2 separate regions of the Mus musculus genome follow, and region 2 is linked to region 1. The links are chromatin contacts, called in public Hi-C maps. All regions are on one chromosome and are shown on one strand. Each heading gives the region's core, a stretch centred on a gene start, on an enhancer-like site or on the middle of the called end of the contact. The rest is flanking DNA. Distances are from core to core; before and after follow the strand shown. Region 1 overlaps Atl2 (atlastin GTPase 2). Region 2 overlaps Gm41625 (a long non-coding RNA gene).

Region 1 (3,272 bases), core at 658-3,157:
GAACTCCTCTGCACACAGTGACACCCAGGCTGCTTCGCGGCACGGACGGACGGACGGACGGACGGACGGACGGACGGACGGACGGACGGAGGAGGAGGAAGGGAGCTAACTGGGAAGCTTGTGCTTCTGACCTATGAGAAGCCATCACAGAGTCACAGGACACGCTGCAGGACTGCTTGTGAACCCTGACAGACCACTGGCACTGACACAGACAGTTTCCACTGAAGGACATGTTCCAATATCCTTTCTCATGGATTGTCTATCACCAGCAGGATCTAGGAGACCGCCTGCCCAGCATTAATTGTTGAGCCAGGGAGATATCCATACAAATGATCCCCAAAAAAGGAAAGGAATACAAAATGATGTCAACTGACCTCACCTAGATCACACAGAGATGTTCCATCTGAGGCAAGGAGAACGTGGTAGGACAAGGACAACCAGAGCACTGTGCATATGTAACGCAGGAGGACTTCACCCTTTCCAAGCCAAGCCAGTGCTACAAACCCCTATTGCTTGGGTTTTCTAAATTAAATATTGTTACTGAGTGATGGTGGCAGCACACGCCTTTAATCCCTGCACTCAGGCAGCAGAGGCAGACAGATCTCTAAGCTTAAGGACAGCCTGGTCTACAGTATGAGGTCCAGGGCAGCCATGGCTACACGGAGAAACCCTGTCTCAATAAAACATTAATTAATTATGGGGATTTTTAGTTCAAATAATCAAGAACTATCAGAGAAACCAAATAGAAAACTAGGTAGCTGTTTAATTATTTAGTATCTTTGTTTTGTTTTTGGTTAAGCAATCATGTGATTGATTTTAATTACCAACATTATTCAATAACTTTCCCCTAAAACTTTCTTACTTTTGATCTTAGGAGTAGGAACGTTTGCCTGAATGTGCACGGGTGCACCACACACCCCAGCAGCACTTGGTGTTTTAAAAATGAGGACACAGTGGGTAGGAAGTAGGGGATCGAGAAAACAGGATCAAGAATACTGTATGAAAACAGTTACCTGAGAAAAAGGAAAACTCAGAGCACAAAGCTGGGTGGGTAGGAGAGGGGTGGGTCTGGGAGAGTTGGGATGAAATCCTCAGAGAACTAATGAAAAGGCTGTTCTGCGATGAAAGCAGGGGTGGCTCTGACGTAACTTCATCCTTTACATCTAAGGCAAAGTCTATCATCTTACAGCTTAGTATCTAAGTAAGAAGAAATGCAGCCAGCTCTATCGTCTAATCCATTTTCCTTCCATCAAGTCTCTTCCTCGGTGGCTGCACAAAGGTAGGATTTTATGAACTGACAACACGCACGCTCACCTGCACAGAGCTGGTCATAGTGCTCAGAGCAAACACTGTCGCACAGTCTTTAATGGTTGACTGGCTATCAAAGGCACCCTGGGTATCCATTAGCAGCACAGCCACCTAGGAATTCGTTAAATTTAAAATACTTAGTAAAAGAATCACCAAAAATGCCTACAAAAATCATACATTAATAAAGTTCAAAGCAGTAATTAAGTCAAGAAAAGTATTTACATACCATTGTACATTTTAACATATTAATCATTAATAGTTTTGTGTTCTTTTAAATTTTAATACCAGAAAATTGCTCAAGAAAAGAATACAGGAGAAAATAGCAAAGTATAAGTAGAATTTTACTTTTGTTCCATTAGGTCTGTCAATCACAAACACTTCATTCCAAACTTGTATGCCTGTTGTTTCTCTTTCGCAACCACCTCGCCACGTAAAGCCAGTCAAGGGTTCATTGTTTCCACCAATCCAGCTTTGAGAATCCTGTTAAAAATCAAAGAGAAATGTAAAACAAACACAACTCACCCATTTCATAGCTCATAAAGGAGAAGAAGCCAACACCCAGAGAGAGAACACCCAGTCTAGCATTATGCAAACAGTCCTGTGCAGAGTGCTAGGAGCAGTCTCCTCCAATCAGCCTTTGTCACACAGATCGCAGCCTCCACTTAACCTGGCCATCTAGGTAAATGGGCTTATGTGCGCCTACTCCTCCTCTTCTGGCAAGCTTTTCTGTGTTTAAAGATGATAAAATATGGAAGCTACTTTAATATCTTGTTGTATAGAAGAGTAAAACCACGTCCCAGACAGCAGGCAGGACAGTGACCCTCGCCTAGAACAGTGTATACAAAAACACCTCCCACTGCTGGGACTGTCTCCTAGAACTTGTTTGGAACCCGATTCAAGCAAACTGGTTTAAGGGGTAAGGGGTAGGGGGTGGTTTTTAATGAAACAAACAGATATCTGGACTCCTTATGCAATAATGTTAAATGGATATAAACATTTTTCTTTTATTTAAGATATGTTTTCATACACTATATTTATTCTGAACAGGGTTTCTCTGCCAAATTTCCTCCCAGAGCTTCTCCACCACCCGATATCCAACTCCATGGCTTTTCTCTCTCTAGAAAACAAACAAGCAAATAAAAACGACAAAAGAAAGAAAGAAAGAGAGAGGGGGGGAGGAGGGAGGGAGGGAGGGAAGTAAGGAGGGAGGGAGGGGGAAGAGGGGAGGGAGGGAGGGAGGGAGGGAGGGAGGGAGGGAGGGAGGGAGGGAGGGAAAGAAAGAAAGAAAGAAAGAAAGAAAGAAAGAAAGAAAGAAAGAAAGAAAGAAAGAAAGAAAGAAAGAAAGAGGAAAAGGAAAAGGGAAGGAAAGTTAAGGAGGAAAAGAAAAAACAGGAAAAGCACACAAAATGACACTTTTTTGTGCACAAAAAATAGAACTGAGTCTTTAGCTACTAGATGTCTAAATATTTATGGTGAAAAATATGCATCTTCCTGGCAACTGCTTTAAAACAGTCCAAGAAACACATACACAAAGAAATAGATAAAACGAGACCACAGGTCTACAGGAGCATGGCAGTCCATAACACTGTCTGTATTTCTGTAATGAAACCTCTACCTAAGAAGCCCAAGGCGCTGGGTTTGGTCCTCATCACCAGGAAAAGCAGGGAGGGGGCAGGGCTATCTTATAACTCAAGCCACAGAGCTACAACTACTATAACTATACAGTATGGAGCTGGGGTACAGTGCAGTGGGAAAGTACTCACCTATACACAAGTCTTACATTCAATGCCCACTACCATAAATAATATTTATAAATACTGTTAATATACCACAACATAATTGGTCTAGAATACTAAATATGTGATGTCAATGACTAATTGCCATGTCAAGATGCCTACACTTTAAAGTCTACATATTATTCTCAATTTAAAGCATCTCAAAAGAAAATATTTCTTTGTTTTAGA
Region 2 (3,268 bases), core at 644-3,143, 74 kb after region 1:
TTCCACCAAGACAGAGCCTTACCTGCCTGCTCTCCTTTTCGTTCCTCAGAGCCAGGGAGGCAGGTGAGAAACCAGAACACAGCGTGTAAGGAGTACCCGCTCCTTGCCACTTAGGTCTTTTGCTTTCTCTAATCCTGGCCTTATGTGCTCCCTCATCTGCTGCTCTGCCCCGTATCATCCCAATGGCCTAGCACTACAAAGTGAGGAGTAGCCAAGAAAACACCCAGACCTTATTCCTCTCTGTTACACTTGCTACAGCGCTGGATCCCAGCCTCTAACCTAAAACAAGGTTGAATATGTATAGTCCTCGTGGCCTGGTGGAGCTGGCTGCCGGCGAGGCGCACACGAAACCCTGAGTACATGGCTCAGAGCGGGACTCCTTGGCTCTAGCTCATATAGTGAATGGGTGAAATAAGACTTGGGGGAGTTAAAGAAGAATCTAGACCCTCTGAGGGCTTTTCCTTTAGAATGTAAAAGACAATCAGAAGAGGGCAAGGCAGCAGGTAAGCAGTCCAGAGAGTTCTCCCAGAACGAAAAATGCTAAACATGAGCCAGGCAGTGGTGGCACACGCCTTTAATCCCAGCACTCGGGAGGCAGAGGCAGGTGGATTTCTGAGTTTGAGGCCAGCCTGGTCTACAAAGGGAGTTCCAGGACAGCCAGGGCTATACAGTGAAACCCTGTCTCAAAAAACAAAAACAAAAACCAAAAACAAAACAAACAAACAAAAAATGCTAAACATGTCTGGCCGTGCTTCCCTGTTCTGGCTCCTCAGACACGCTGGACGGCCAAGCAAAGCTAAGAGCTCAGAATTACTCCTGAGCATCTTAGTCCCAATTTTATTACATAGAAATTTTTTAAAAGTCTAACTAGTGAATGGTTTGCAACCTTGTCTATACATTAGCTTATGAGGGGACAGTGCCTGAGTCTTGTCTCTAGACATGGGATTGAATGAGTCTACCTAGTCATTGGTTCTCTCTAAAGTTCTGCAGGTGATCCTGCTAGGTGACCAGGCTATGAGGACCCATGATGTCTGTGTCCCTCCACATTCAATAACGCTGAGGAACAACAAGGAACGGTTTGCCTTCTTTTGACAGAACCCAGTTCAAGCAGTCCTGTTAAAATGCCCAAAATCCTCCAGTAACGTTAAGGGTTTTTAATGAAGTTTCTGGCCTCCTGCCAGAGATAGTTGGAGAAAGACAGCCCATGATGACAGAGCTAATGAGTGCATTTTCAAGTAGAAATCGCTGCGTTCTTACAACCACAGCAGCAGTGGAAAAGGCAAAATTGAATTACTCTCTGTACTCAGAAGGCAGTAGGCCCAGCCCCAGGGCATGGTTGTCTTGCCCTGGTCATGATGCAATTTTCCAGCTGACCTCTGAAGTGAGTGGGTGCAGGTCTTTGGGGCAAGCAGCTGACACTCTTAGCTTGGCCTCCTGAGATGATACCAACACCAACAAACCAGAGGTCGCCTGAGTTTGACAAGGATGGTGGCCAATCTGGACCCCTTAGAAGACGAAGTCCGCAGTAGACTGCTGCTGTGAACTCGCTGGTCGGGAGCTGGAACATAGTGAACCAAAGGCTGAGGGAAGATTAGGCAACCATTGATTACAAGACCAAAGTCCCAAGGCATAGAGGGACATTTGGTACTCTCTAGGAGATATTCCCAAGACAGCTGCCCAAGCAAGAACGGCAGACTTAACCAAGACATAAAGATCTTTTGGTCACTCCCTTGCTGCTTTTTATTACTCTCCCGAGGACTTTGTATGTCTACTGTGGATTTCAAGAGCTGTAAATAGCAAACGATGTTGTTGAAAAGTCTATTGCCTCTGAGATGTGGAGGTGTTTGTGCCCCGGGATGAAAGTTAGCCTGAGCTCAGCTACACGCAGGTTCAGTTGGTCTGCAGTGTGGTGGGGACGTTAGTGTGTTTTAACCACTTCCCAGGTGAGTCTAATGGTCAGCTCCAGCTGCATAAGCCATTTCGGAATTAGGATGGACTGGGGGGGGCACCATACCATCGATTCTTTTTTTTTTTCATGCCATCGATTCTTAGGGGAATCAATGAGAAGGTGAAAAGAGGGCCAAGACATGGAGACCTGAAATGCTTTCAAAACTCTCTCTCTCTCTCTCTCTCTCTCTCTCTCTCTCTCTCTCTTTCTCTCTCTTTCTCTCCCCTCCCCCTCTCCCTTTCTCCCCTTCCTTCCCCACACTCTCCTTCTCCTTCTCCTCTCCCCTCCCTCATCTCTCTCACACACAGAGTTTCACAAATGCTGAGCTAACAGGTGTGTGCCACCACACCCACCTACTGCACCTACTGACGCTTTTTTAAAGCTAATGCTATTTCTGAGTTTCACCTATCAGTGCATCACTCACCAATTAACACTGCTGTAACTTAGAGATACAGAAATGAATTGAAACCCAGCTTCTGCCCTAAGGGAGTGTGTAGTCTCCGAGATAATGGTATTACAGAATATGAGATCATAAGAGTGTCCCCGACCACAAGTGAGTTAGTGGCTTTATAGAAAGAGAAAGAGAGAGACCCATGTGATGCTCTGGGCCACCTCAGAACTCCAGAGTCCCCAGGAGTAAGAAGTGGTTGGTCCCTTAACCTTGTACATTTCAAAACAATAAAATTGGGAACCGAATGAGCCTTACTCTTTACAAATTATCCAGTCTGTGGTGTTAAGTTATAGCAACAGAAACAAATTAAAACAAGTACGCTGAGCTTTGATGAGCGGATTGTGACAAGGAACAATGCATACAGTTGTGCTGAGCAAGAGATTTCTGCAGAACCATCTGCAGATAGGAAGTCTAAAGCTGGAGGGCAAGGAGGCGAGACACTGAGAAAGCTGAAACAAAGTTTTCACATGTAAACCTTGTAGCAGATGAGGAACCCTAAAGAACAGTAACAAGGATGCTGAGCTACTCTGATGCTGGGCTGGGGAGGGGGGAAAGACCTGTGTAGCAGCTGTCTGGCACTGTTGCCAGGTAGGAGTACCACCTTCAGAAGACAAAGAGTCATTTCTTGCCTCTTTGTGTCACATCCTGCTTTTTAGACCAAAGGAAAAGAGAGATGAATGAGAGATCTCAGATGCAGGTTCAAGGACACTGAGACTTATAGTTGGGAGGGTGGAGTGTATTCGAAGATTTATTAACACCATGGATGGACAGAGCCCTGAGGAGAGTTCGGACCTCCAGCATCAGAGACAGACAACATGGGAAAGTCTCTGAAGCGAGACTCATGGCCACGTGGCAGAAGTCAGGTCAGG

Evidence for each region. Hi-C and Micro-C count contacts between places; a contact is called where the count stands out from the background.
Region 2: a Hi-C map of liver shows a contact between it and region 1, with 3 times the contacts expected there. The contact joins two enhancer-like sites. A contact is called at or near these places in 1 of 484 Hi-C or Micro-C datasets (liver) and 3 of 9 other capture datasets (adipose tissue, liver and pancreatic islet).

Annotation. Positions count from the first base shown.
Region 1 is chr17:79,863,389-79,866,660 of GRCm38.p6, forward strand. It overlaps Atl2 (atlastin GTPase 2), which reads right to left. Exons shown (of 13, transcript NM_019717.3): 3 at 1,654-1,788; 4 at 1,315-1,419. Among named protein-coding and RNA genes, the nearest start is that of Atl2, 31 kb to the right of the region's middle. Within about 2 kb of position 1,908, at least 11 of the 459 cell types and tissues checked have an H3K27ac peak or open chromatin away from gene starts, as enhancers often do. A contact at or near this core is called in liver, where this site is marked.
Region 2 is chr17:79,936,923-79,940,190 of GRCm38.p6, forward strand. All of the region lies in intron 2 of Gm41625 (a long non-coding RNA gene), which reads right to left. Among named protein-coding and RNA genes, the nearest start is that of Atl2, 42 kb to the left of the region's middle. Within about 2 kb of position 1,894, at least 22 of the 459 cell types and tissues checked have an H3K27ac peak or open chromatin away from gene starts, as enhancers often do. A contact at or near this core is called in liver, where this site is marked.